Regions from separate parts of the Mus musculus genome. Here regions 1 and 2 are each linked to region 3. The links are chromatin contacts, called in public Hi-C and HiChIP or PLAC-seq maps. All regions are on one chromosome and are shown on one strand. The core of a region is the stretch at or near the end of the contact, and the rest is flanking DNA. Distances in the headings are between cores, read along the strand shown. Region 1 has its middle 53 kb from the start of Gm28643. Region 2 has its middle 99 kb from the start of Gm28643. Region 3 overlaps Zeb2 (zinc finger E-box binding homeobox 2).

Region 1 (3,940 bases), core at 556-3,055, 140 kb after region 3:
ATTCCAAAAGATAGCCCAGGCTGCCTTCTTTCTCAAGCTGGATTTGTTCCTGTGTGATAGATACTGCTGTCCCCAGCCTCCTTGGGGGGGCAGTGGTAGTTGTCTCTTATCAGGTGGTTTAACTCAGGGAGAATTCACTGTGAGTGAATTAATTTCCACTCTAGCTTCCCCTAAGAAACAAAGTACCTAGTTTCTTTAAAAGAGGATGTCCGGCATTATTTGGAAAAGGATGCTTTTGACTGTTAGCCTGTCCTTATTTTTACTGCAAGTGTGAAAACATTTCATATAGCAGGGTTGCTATGTGCCTGATGGTCCCAGCTTCTGAACACTTTGACCTCACTCATTTGGTTCTTTAAAATGAAATGTTTCTTTGCCCATTTTTTTTCTGTCTCAGCTCTCTCTCTTATTTTTGAATCTACGTACGCTTTAGGATTTGCTAGAAGAACAAAATAAATTTTGAACAAAGGGGAGGGAGGATGAAACCGAAGGAAGTTGTGAAAAATAGCCCCTTCTTTCCAAACTGATTTAGAAGGGCTGTGATTAGTCCTGTTCTGCTGGAGGCGACTTCGGTTTTCATTCAGTGGCTCCAGTTCGTTTGTACCTGATGTCACTGGTGCTGAGGTCAAGGGCTTGACTTCACAGTCGCTGCTGCACATTTTCCCAAGAGCGTATGGAGGGCTAACACGGTCACTGGAGAGTAATGCAGGTCCTCAAAGGGACCAGGGGCACGCAAGTCGAAGCTGACATTCCAGTCCTACTTTCGTCATTCCTTACATCAGAACAGAAGGTGCCACTTAAAATGTGAGCTCTTCACTCCCTGCATCTCTGTCTCCTCATCTGTTCAACAGAGATAAGATTTCCCCCTTTTCTACCTTACCAGGATCTGTGAAGATTAGATACTGGCTGTAAAGTCCTTACACAAAGGTACTGGCCTTATTCTAAACAAGATTAGTCAACAGATGGGGGGGGGGGGGAGGTGGGACTCTCTCCCCAGTGGATTGCCTAATACCTTTGAACTGGTACTAGGAGTTAGCTGCCCATTTCTCCCAGTTTGGTTGGTTGGGGAAAGTTAGGTGTGAGTGGTTGGCTTCCCTATTTATTTATAAAGTTAAAAAATTGTTTGATAGTGAAAGTTTGCATTAATAAAAATAGAGTGTGCTTTGAATCTAAAACAGGTTTTATTTGAAAAGAAGGTGTAGGGGAGGTCTCTAGGAACATATGTGCCACTGAGGGCTATTTGCATATATTTGATCTGCAAGCATGCTCCAGTGATTTCCACAGTATACCTTGGAGTTTTAAGTTGTAGCAAAGAGCTGCTGCAATGGCACGGCAATACAGTCGCTCTCTCCAGCTTTATTGTGCCATACAGCGACAACTTCATTTTTAGCGTTAAAAAAAAAAGTCCTCTTCACTTAATTCAGACAGTGACCTGCAGGCCTCATTCTGACTGAAGGAGCCATTCAGAATACTTGCAGACAAAAGCCGGGCTTTTTCCTAGCAACCAGATCAAAGCCAGATCTCCCAGAATAGCTCCCGCCCAGGTTTCCTTTGGCGCTTAGGTTCACAAGGATTTTGAGTCTCATGGTATCCAGTTCAAACTGCTTTTTTCAAACTGAAATGGAAAGGAAAACTCCCGAGGAATTTTAGTAGCCTCGGAAAGCTGGCGAGTGTTGCCACGCCACTTAATCTTGGGAGAACGTGGTGGTCGTTGGAAGCATCTCTAAGTTGGTTATCGCCTACATCTGCATGTACCTTCTGCCTGGCTCCCAGAGAATGGTCGCTCTGTTTCCTCTCTGCCGGTACCTAATATCAGCTATGCCCAGGAGCCGCCTGATGAAGACTTCCTGTTTGTTTTGAGTCATTCTTGGGGTGATAAATATACTTGAGCTTTCTGCTTAGAGAAGAAAGAAACCAGCTGCCCTGAACTGAAGAGAAAAAATGCAGAAATTCACTGAATGGCCCTGTTATCATAGACTTTCAAGGGCGGCCTAAAAATGAGAACTGTAAGACTGGACAAAGTAAATAATTTCCATACTGAAGCCTCTCACCAGAGGCTTAGACCCAAGCTGTTTGTCTTTAATCATTTGGGCAAACCATACATTTTTCACTCTTCTAAGAACAACAGCATTGTTTAGAAATTTTGTAAAATGTAAACTTACACTACAGAGTAATGGTGAGCTATATAAATAAGCAATTACAGTTGTGGTTTTTTGATCTGACCACAAGCTTTTAATGCCATTTGTGTATGAACATATAGTGCTTCTGGGTAAACAATAATGTTTATCCTGTTGGGTCATCCACTGCTCTAGTGAGCCATTTGCATACATGATTGTTTGGATTGTAGACTAGCCCAAGAACAAAAGAATATTATAAAATTACTTCAAGCAAGAATGACAGGAAATCCTTTATAGCTCAAATATCACTTCTTAAATAAAGCTGTGGAATTTTTGTCCTGTTTTCATCTCACTTTTGTTTCTGAATAGGTTTGAATTTGGTGACCAGAGCATCCTAAGGGGGAAGTTTTTACCTGTGGTCCTGAGACTTCAAGTTTTTTTGTTTTGTTTTGTTTTTTTTAAATCTGAATGTCCTCTCCACCATCTTTTGATGTTTGTTTTCAGTTCAGTATGGATTTCTAAGAGTTGTGTCAGACTCTGCCTTCCATGTGCTCAGAGTGAATCGCACACTTCTTTCTAAGAAGCTACAGTCTCTGAATGTGATTTCAGTAGTAGAAGAAAAGTTTACTAAGAATCTAGGCTATGTCTTCCAGGCCAGCAGAAAGGAAATGCTTAATTAGTACAATTCAAATTGAAGTTACCATTCAACCTCATGGTGTCAAGTGAATGATGCAGGTATCTAGGCAGGGTAGGGTACTTGTCCTTGTGACTAGGTATATCGACCATAAAACTGCACTTGAATCGTTGAGTATGAAGTGTCCCTAACCTGCTGCAGTCGCTGATGGAATGACTAGAACATAAACATAGTGTTTCTTGGAGGAGAGAATTACAATATTACAAGTTCGCTGGAGACAGGATTCAAAGCTCAAGGTAGAAAAAAATGAAATGACATTGACCACTCATAAAAGATTGACCATGTTGTATTTATATATTTAGGAACATAGATATGAATTATATATATATATGTATATATATATATACATATATATATATATATATATATATATATATATATATATATCCCATATATATATAACAATAACTAATGAAAACAGGGCCACAAATTTGAAAAAGAAGAAGGAGGGGTATATGGGTTTGAAGGGAGGAAAGAAAAGGGGAAAATAATGTAATTATAATCTCAAAACATAAAAGAAATAATAAAAATGTTAAAAGAAATAAATGGTAACTTGACTTGGGTGGAACCTGTCACTTAAGAAGTGTGAAATATACTCTAGTTTTCAGTGCTATTTAATGACAAGCATTAAGGAGTGAAGCAAAACTCTCATGCTTCCATTGATACTACACATGCCAATCATGGTTGCTTTCTCAGCACCAGTATTTGCTTAGACCTGGCCAAATGAACAGTGACTGAGGTAGCACGTTTGTGAGCTTACCTTAAGGAGATGAGCAAATTTGAGGGAGTTCACCCACTTTCTAAGCAGTACACATGTCTTCATATTGGAATCAAAACCTAATAATCATATTTTATAGAAGTGTATGGCTCTACTAGTTACAAGATATCTTCCCTGGCGACCCTTCCTGGAACCATTGAGTGTATCTAAGTGGGAAGAGCAGATGACATTCTGCCCTGCCCTGGTGGCTATGCCTGAAGCAAGGCTCTTCCTTTGGAAGTAGAGATGATTCCACACACTGTGTAATAACATTTCAAGGGAATTTCCTATGGCATACAGGTAGCAAGGGAATATTTCTGAGTGTGGTATCTTGTAGCAGCTGAAGATAGTGGGTCCCATAGCAATGAACTCAGA
Region 2 (4,042 bases), core at 725-3,224, 180 kb after region 3:
TGTTCAAGCTGCTGAGCAGAAAGGAAGTGTCATATTGGAAAATCCTGTGAACTATCCTCAGAGTTCAGGCAAAATTGATTGCGTATCGTATCATACCTGTTAGGACTTTTATTCTTTGCCTGTAAAACAATGGGAATTTAGCTAAGTCAATTACAAGATGTTAAATTGTATGTTTTTTTTTTTGTAGTGAGATGGAGTAATGATAAAAAAAATTAATCTTAAAAGTGAAAGCAGATCTGAGGCCTTAGTAATTTAAAAAGTAAGTTAGAAAGCATTAAAAATTTTAATTAACCACTGAGTCACAGTTTATATATTATATGAAGCACAAATGACAATTTTGATAGACGTCTGTGTAACAGAGACATGCATAATTTACATGTATTAGTAATACCCATTTTGCATGTGGAAATTAAGATTATAATATCTTATAAAACTTTAAAAGTATACAGCAGTCCAAACCGTGCTTATTATAAAATGCACCATGATGCCATGTGTATTCTGTGAAATGTGATTTTTTGCTCTCCTCCCATCAGGCAATATGAAATTTGGGGCACATGGTAATGAATGATAGAAAACCACAGACTTCCCCCTAGCTATTTCTATGTGAGATGCATGTATGTGCATCTTCATGGATGACTCTTAGAGTGTGTGCCCGGTACACATTACATCTATCGGTTCACACGGGGCTGCCAAGCGCTGGCATTCTTTAGTCTGAGAAAAATGATCTTTCCAGTTAAGTACACTCTCCCTATGCCTCACAAACTGTACAAAACTGCACGCTGCTGGCAGGTAATGGCTTGTAATTAGCATGGCAGGCAGGTAATGACTGGAAAGCACCTGCCAATTGTTTCTGAGGTTGTCTCTCTTTCAAAACTCCGGATGAGTGGAAAGTCATGAGGGGTATCAGGATGTAAAAGGGGGAGAGAGGAAGGATACCACCCAGGGGTCTCTTTCTGCGTAGACCATCTCCCTGTTTGTTTCCTATTTTACCCCCAGGCTCTCTTTGAGGCACTCCAAAGAGGCACAGGGAATTGGCAGGTTCCTTTACCTGCCTGCTGTTCCTACTGGGAGAGACGGTGCCTGTTGAGAAATTCTAAGCTGTTTTGGAAGCAAACCAATCCTTTCAGATTCAGCCTGTATGCTCGAAAATTGGGATTGAGAGACTATGGTGGTTCAGTTTGTTTGAAAAAGAACCACGGATTACTTAAAGCCAGATTTCACTTCCCTGTTACGACCTACTTCTTTTTCTTTTAGTGAGTTTTCCCCAACTTCATGGAGAGCTGTTGATGTTGAAGCAAGAAAAATTGGGCAAGGATCTTGTACAAAATAGAGGCTGGACCAGTTGTCTAAGAATTCTGTAAATATCTTAAGCCAATATAAACTCTCTCTCTCTCTCTCTCTCTCTCTCTCTCTCTCTCTCTCTCTCACACACACACACACACACACACACACACATACACATGCACATACATACACACACACACACACACACACTTTATAAATCAAGTTAGTAACTTGGTTGAGTACTTAAAGAGGAAGACATGGAAGAAGGGCAAGCTGGACAACGTGTGGCCTCTAAAACTGAGGGACATGTATCCTTCTCCAACCCATTGCCATATCACACATAGATACAGAACAGCCAGCTTGCCTGCATTTTTAATAGGAGACTCTGAATCTGACATTTTATATAGTAAGTATTCCCATATCTTGGAACAAAATGCTTAAAGAGTGAAAACTTTGTCCGAGTGAAACAAACCAGTGGCCTGATTGTAGTGTGAAAGCTAATTGACCATTTTCTGTCTCCAAGTACGTTATCCCCTCTTATCTGTTACCTTTATTTTTTTCTAATCCCAATAGAATAATAAAGGGGAAAACCAGAAGCAAACTTACACGTAGAGTGGATGTTGCCTGTTTTTAAAAAGTTCCTCATGACTACTATGTCCCAATGCTTAGAAATGGGTCTTTTAGGGAGTTTCCCCCCAATCAGGTCTGCTTGGTTATGCGTTTTCTCTACATGCTGAGGATTCATTTCGGCAACACTGAAGGTTCTTTCAGAGATCTTTCTCAACAGAAGTCTTTAAGCCTGAGCTGTAAAAAGACATTGTGAAGCAAACCTGCTAGCTCAGGCTTCTTTCAGGCCAGAAATGCACAGGCTCCCCCAAGTCCAGGTTAGGAGCTGTCTGGTACTGCTGCATCCTTCACAGAGACACTCCATCCTATAGAAGCACTTGATGAAGCCTTTAAACATTCAGATGACACTGGAAGGAATGTTTTACTCCCTGGAATAAATATTCAGATACATTTTCTATCTAGTAGACACGAGTTTAAACCCTCTAATGCCTTTTCTGAATATTTAAAGAGAAATTGGAAGTTGTCTTTTCATTTTCATTCTGAATACCACCAAATACATTCCTGTTTTGATATCCAGTATACTAGCACAATTAAATGATGAGGTTTTTTTTTCCCTTTTTTCCAATTAGGGTCAATCACAAAAATGTTACTGTAGCTTTTTAATGTAAAACATCAAGGTAAAATTTGCTATGTTTTAGGGCTTAGCCTTGAACAAAATTATGAAAGTGATTTCTCTTAGGTCAAGTTATTTTTCTTCCATCTATGTATAAGAAATTGTCCGGCAATGAAGATTAGCGGCTATTGGTCATCCTTACATAGCGTGTATTGGTTCGCACGGGCACGACAGCAGGGAGAAGATATAGTTGTTCTGCCTGTGCCACGGACCGCAGAGAAGTATGAGCCAGAGAGGAACAGATTCCAGAGGGGGCCTCAGCACTCCGAAAATCATTGTGCTGATAATTTCATTTTTTCTATGCACCTACTGCAATCTTAGCAGATTTCTATGTATATCAATCACAAAATTATCTGCTTATGTATCAGTTGCTGATTTTGTTTTTCCCTCCAGAGCAAGTAGATAACTTCAGTATTAGAGCTTTATTGACAGCTGAGAAAATGGGGTCTGTATAAAGGCAAGCCTGCAGCTGGGTGTGATGTTCTTTGATACAGCAGTCAGGAGACAGAAGCAGGAGGATCTGAGTTCGAGACCAGCCTGGTCTACAGAATAAATTTCAAGGCTGTCTCAAAAGGAAACAAAACAAAGCAAAACAAAATAAACAACAAAAACAAAGAAAACAAAACCGTCAAACTAAAACAAGGTAAAGTTGTATCTGACCAAATTTTTTCATAGTTCCCAAATGTATTTTGTTATGGGTTGGTGACTAAGTCTTTTGCATGCAACTCTGTCCCCTTTCTAGTTGTCATCAATTTTGTGTAAGTGCCCTTTTCAAAGAAAGACAATAAATTCAATCTCACAGTTAGTTACTAGCTTCTAGTTCTTAGTGTTTTTTTCCCCTTCCTCCCTCAAATGCATGGTAATTAAGATCAAGTTCTATACAAAGTCTTGAAATTTTTTTTCTTGTGGTAAGTTGTACTCAGTATTTAAACTCTTGAGAGATTCAGTTTTAACTTGCATGTGGCCAAATCAAACTGTAGGCACAGAGATTGAGAACTGTCCTGAGTCAATGGTTGAAGGACTTGTGAAGGCAAGGTGTGTATTCTACAGCTGTGCCAGCTTTCTGACATCCACAACTATCCCTGCCATTAATGACAGTTGTGTTTTCTTATAGTCCGGAGGGCAAAGATGCTGAAATCTGATCCATTTTTTTCTCACCTGTTTGCTCTTATATGAGCTAAGACCAACCCTGAATAGAATCTTATGTGGCAGATCTGAGTTTTCCATAAGGTAGGGCTCAGAGAGGATTCCAAAGGAAACTCCCATCAGTAACAACTGCATGTAAAATTGCAGCTCTTATGCAGTGCATTCAGCAGGGCCACGCTGCAGTGATTAGCAGCCGGGTCTGTGCGATGTTAAGAGAAGGCCCTGGTGAGGTCACGTTAGTCTGTTAAGGAACCAGAATTTTCTATTGGAATTTGTAACAAGAAACTGAAATTATATCATGATTTAAAAATCCTTAAAACATCATTTATTCCCAGGTTTATGGGCCCTTGTAAGGATTCGTGCATTTTCTCC
Region 3 (3,676 bases), core at 746-3,245:
CCGATTTCATTTCCTGTAAAAAACCCCCTCAAACGCCACAAAGTTACCTGACTCAGCTGCTTGTAGAAATCAAATTCGGTCAGAGATAACAGCTAATCATTTGTCACAGTAAGAAGCAATTCCCTGAAATCGGAAGGGAAAACCTGCCGCTTCAATCCGCAGGTCTGTCAGATTGCTAGAAATTACATTCTGCTCTGACTAACCTCTGCACTTGGATTGCTAACAACACGCAGCCTGCTCTATCAAAAGAGAATATCATACAACCAGGAACCGCTTTTGATTCGCTCTGTTCCAATAACCTGAGAAAAGTTTATGGACATGCCTTGCTGCCTGGACCTCAATTTCCACCAACCTGCACACTGTTTTGAATTTATAGCACTGCAGACTCATAGTAATATAAGGAAAATTTACGGGCTGGCTATCTGCTGCTTCATTGAAAGAAAATTAAGAGTTCACGTTATAACTGCACAACTGATAGTTGTTTTCTGATGCTTTGAGGAGGAAGCACACCCTTTGGAGGTTTCAATTAAAATGCCAGAAGAGAGAAGGCAAATTGATTAAGTCTCAAAATACAACTTATATTTTTTCAAAATGTTTCCCAGGAGGGAATAAACTTTATATTCTTCTATGTAAACACTATTTGTGGAGGACATAGGTTTAATAAAAATGATGTACGACCTCTTTATTAGATTTATAATTTGCATACAGGTAGTAAATATGGAACTTGGGTAAAAATGGTTTTATTTCAACAGACACACAGACAGACACACACAGACAGACAGACAGACTATCCTCTGTATATCACTTCTGTAGTAGCAATAAGTATCAAGTGACTATAGCCAAGGAAGCCATTATTATTACTTAAGGGATATTTCAAGGGAACTTATTCACTTCCAATAAGTTACTATCTTCAGCTACATTTACAGAACCTTTAAAAGAAATCAAGTCATGCAAAAACAAACACAAGTAAAACCAAGGGAATGTCTTTTGCAAGCAACACTTAACAAAACCATGACCACATTGCTGTGAGCATACATATTACAACTCTTTTATGTAACCCAAAGTTCAAGACACTAGACAGTGCAGAGGCTGCCTCAAAAACTTCGGGATTATTCCAAGGCTGTTCTGTTTTAAAGCATTTTCTTTTCCACAGTTGGAACTGGCCGAGGATGGGGTTTGAGCCCTGACTCGTAGTTTCTTTTGCCTTTGTCAAACTGTGTCACAACCGTAAAGTTATTTTAGCAGAGTGCATTTGCCTAGGTATTTCGCCTGTAGTAGTATAAGAGAAAAGGAAACAACAGTTTAATCTGTAAGTGAAGTAATGTGCGGGTGAAGGACGGCTCCAGCCCTGGCCAGTACTGGTCTTAGTCAGAAATCAGTATGTGGGATTTTTGAGCTTAAAAAAAAATCATAAATCCCTTCTTTCATTTCAATTTTCCTCAAGCAACTGCAGTGGGAATTAGGCAGGTTTGAAAGATCTAATTTCTTTCTAGGATCAGGCCTGATTGCTTCTATCATGGTTAATACTGACTTAAATGGGGAATTTGTGCAAATTCTTCAATATGGGTCGTTTTTGATATTTAAAAAAAAAATCCTTGGCGTATATATTCAGAATTGATCAGCTAATAGATTTCGTTGGGTTACACAGCAGATTTCCCTGAGGTAACTCTGGCACTGCCTTCCTAGATCAAAAGCAACCCCTTTGGCCTTCAATCTGGCTCTCACCTGTCATCCATACAGTGGCCAGGGGTTAAGCTCCAGCATTGTACCAGTATGCAAACTAGCAGATTTCTCAATCCCGTGGGTGTCAACCAGACAGAGGCACAGGGTGCCAAGCTCTCCTTATTAACTGCTCTCTCATCTTGGGCCAGCCCAGGGATCTGAGAACTTGCTGTAGTTAGAAAGAAGTCACCTGACTGTGAAGTTCCCTCCTGTCTATTTTCAATCACTATGGTCACAGTCACCATGAGTCAGGGTTCCTCATAGCAGCCCTGGCCAGTACAGCTTCCCCATAGAAGAAGTGCAGGGACCTCTCTCAGGGAAATCACGTGGAGGATACACACTATCATTCCCTGAAGATTGTCTCATTTTTGGAATCTCATGTGTGTCTTAAAAAAAAAAAAAGAACTCATTTTCTGTGTTTGAGCCCATTATGAATGTATACTAAGAACTGTATGTGTGCATTAATCTCCTGAGACTGAGAACAGATCACATTTCTTTTTCTCTCTGTCTCCAGAACAATCCTTACAAAAGGCACAAACTATTGTAAATAAGTAAACAAAGATGAAAAAATAAATGTAACTACCTTTCCGTCAAATTAGCTGATGTTGTAACCTGGACATAATCCCTGATTCCGTTCCCTCTTCTGCTTCTGAGGCATAAATTCAAGTCAAAACAGGATGTCTAACTTCTTCGTAGAGGACTGTGGTGTAGGAATGCCATCTTCTTACTCATTTGATTTTACAGAAACAGCTTTTCAGGAAGGGAAGAGGAAAGGAGGAGAGAAGGAAGGCCAAGTCAAACTGACCCCACTGCAGTCGAAAGAGAAGGAAGTTGGGCTTAAGGACTGGCATATGGGCAGCAACTTGCTCAAGGGCTCAACGTGTGTCAGTGGGACAAGTTGTATGGTTGCTTCAGGACCTGTGTTTATCTAGCTTGAAGAATTTAAAACCTTTAATGTCTTGGTGGTCTGTCGTTGTCTGTTTGGGTTGAAGTGATGGCTCAGCAGTTAAGACCACTTGTGGCTATGGCAGAGGACTTGGGTTTGGTTTCCAGCATCTACTTGGTGGCTGACAACCATTGTTCCAGGGGCTCTGATGCCCTCTTCTGAACTCTACCATGTAGTCCACATACATACATGGAAGTAAAACATTCATACACTCATACACATACAATAAGAACAAATAAATCTGAAAAAAAATGTTTTAAAACTCAAAGTTATGTGACTACCTTCCACCATATTCAGTCTCATCTCTCAATTTATCTGAACATAGAATCCAAATGGATTCTACAGAGGTATAGACATCAGGATGCTAAGCAACTTACCTAAGTTTTCCTTTTGCTTATTTTTTCCTGTTTCAGTTAATAGTTCCTTCAGGATTTAGATATTTATTTTTAAATTCCCCTCTCCCCCCCCCTTTTTTTTTGGTTGAGGATATTGCTCAACAGAGCTGGACAAGGCCTGGCCTTGCCTCCAGCATGAAGAAAACCATGTTTCCTTGTTTGGGATAATGCCGTTGAAGTACTAATAGATTAGCTTGGAGATTAAGCGTACAACATGACATACTATGGAGACTCGGTGCTATGCTATGTACAAACTTGAAGCTGATTCCATATTTTCCATATTTATGATTTATTTATTTTTTACCAGCAAAATTGTCTTATTTTGTATATTTATAATGGAAACATATACTCTAGATAGGAAGAAAACAAAATGTTTTCCAATTGTCATGTCAGCATGAAGAAAAACAAAACAAAACAAAAAAACCATTACACCAGCTTTTATAGTACTTTCAAAAGCTAGTGGGATGGCTCAGTGGGTAAAGGCACTTGCCGTCAAACCTGATGACATGAGTTCAATTCCTGGGACTTAAATATTAAAAGTCTAGAACCTACTCCTATAACATGCCTTGTCTACTGACTCCTGTGTGTGGATACACAAACACACACGCAATTA

The links. Hi-C and Micro-C count contacts between places; a contact is called where the count stands out from the background. HiChIP or PLAC-seq counts read pairs in DNA pulled down with a chosen protein or histone mark.
Region 1: a contact with region 3 is called in a Hi-C map of the G1E-ER4 cell line, with 2.4 times the contacts expected there. The contact joins two enhancer-like sites. A contact is called at or near these places in 4 of 484 Hi-C or Micro-C datasets (the G1E-ER4 cell line and embryonic stem cells) and 1 of 9 other capture datasets (liver).
Region 2: an H3K27ac HiChIP or PLAC-seq map of microglia shows a contact between it and region 3, with 3 times the contacts expected there. The contact joins two enhancer-like sites. A contact is called at or near these places in 1 of 484 Hi-C or Micro-C datasets (the G1E-ER4 cell line), 1 of 115 datasets of contacts at active chromatin or transcription factors (microglia) and 1 of 9 other capture datasets (liver).

What each region holds. Positions count from the first base shown.
Region 1 is chr2:45,183,541-45,187,480 of GRCm38.p6, forward strand. No RefSeq gene overlaps it. Among named protein-coding and RNA genes, the nearest start is that of Gm28643, 53 kb to the left of the region's middle. Within about 2 kb of position 1,806, at least 86 of the 459 cell types and tissues checked have an H3K27ac peak or open chromatin away from gene starts, as enhancers often do. A contact at or near this core is called in the G1E-ER4 cell line, where this site is marked.
Region 2 is chr2:45,229,782-45,233,823 of GRCm38.p6, forward strand. No RefSeq gene overlaps it. Among named protein-coding and RNA genes, the nearest start is that of Gm28643, 99 kb to the left of the region's middle. Within about 2 kb of position 1,975, at least 13 of the 459 cell types and tissues checked have an H3K27ac peak or open chromatin away from gene starts, as enhancers often do. A contact at or near this core is called in microglia, where this site is marked.
Region 3 is chr2:45,047,561-45,051,236 of GRCm38.p6, forward strand. The region is part of intron 2 of Zeb2 (zinc finger E-box binding homeobox 2); the gene reads right to left. Among named protein-coding and RNA genes, the nearest start is that of Mir5129, 26 kb to the left of the region's middle. Within about 2 kb of position 1,996, at least 88 of the 459 cell types and tissues checked have an H3K27ac peak or open chromatin away from gene starts, as enhancers often do. A contact at or near this core is called in the G1E-ER4 cell line and microglia, where this site is marked.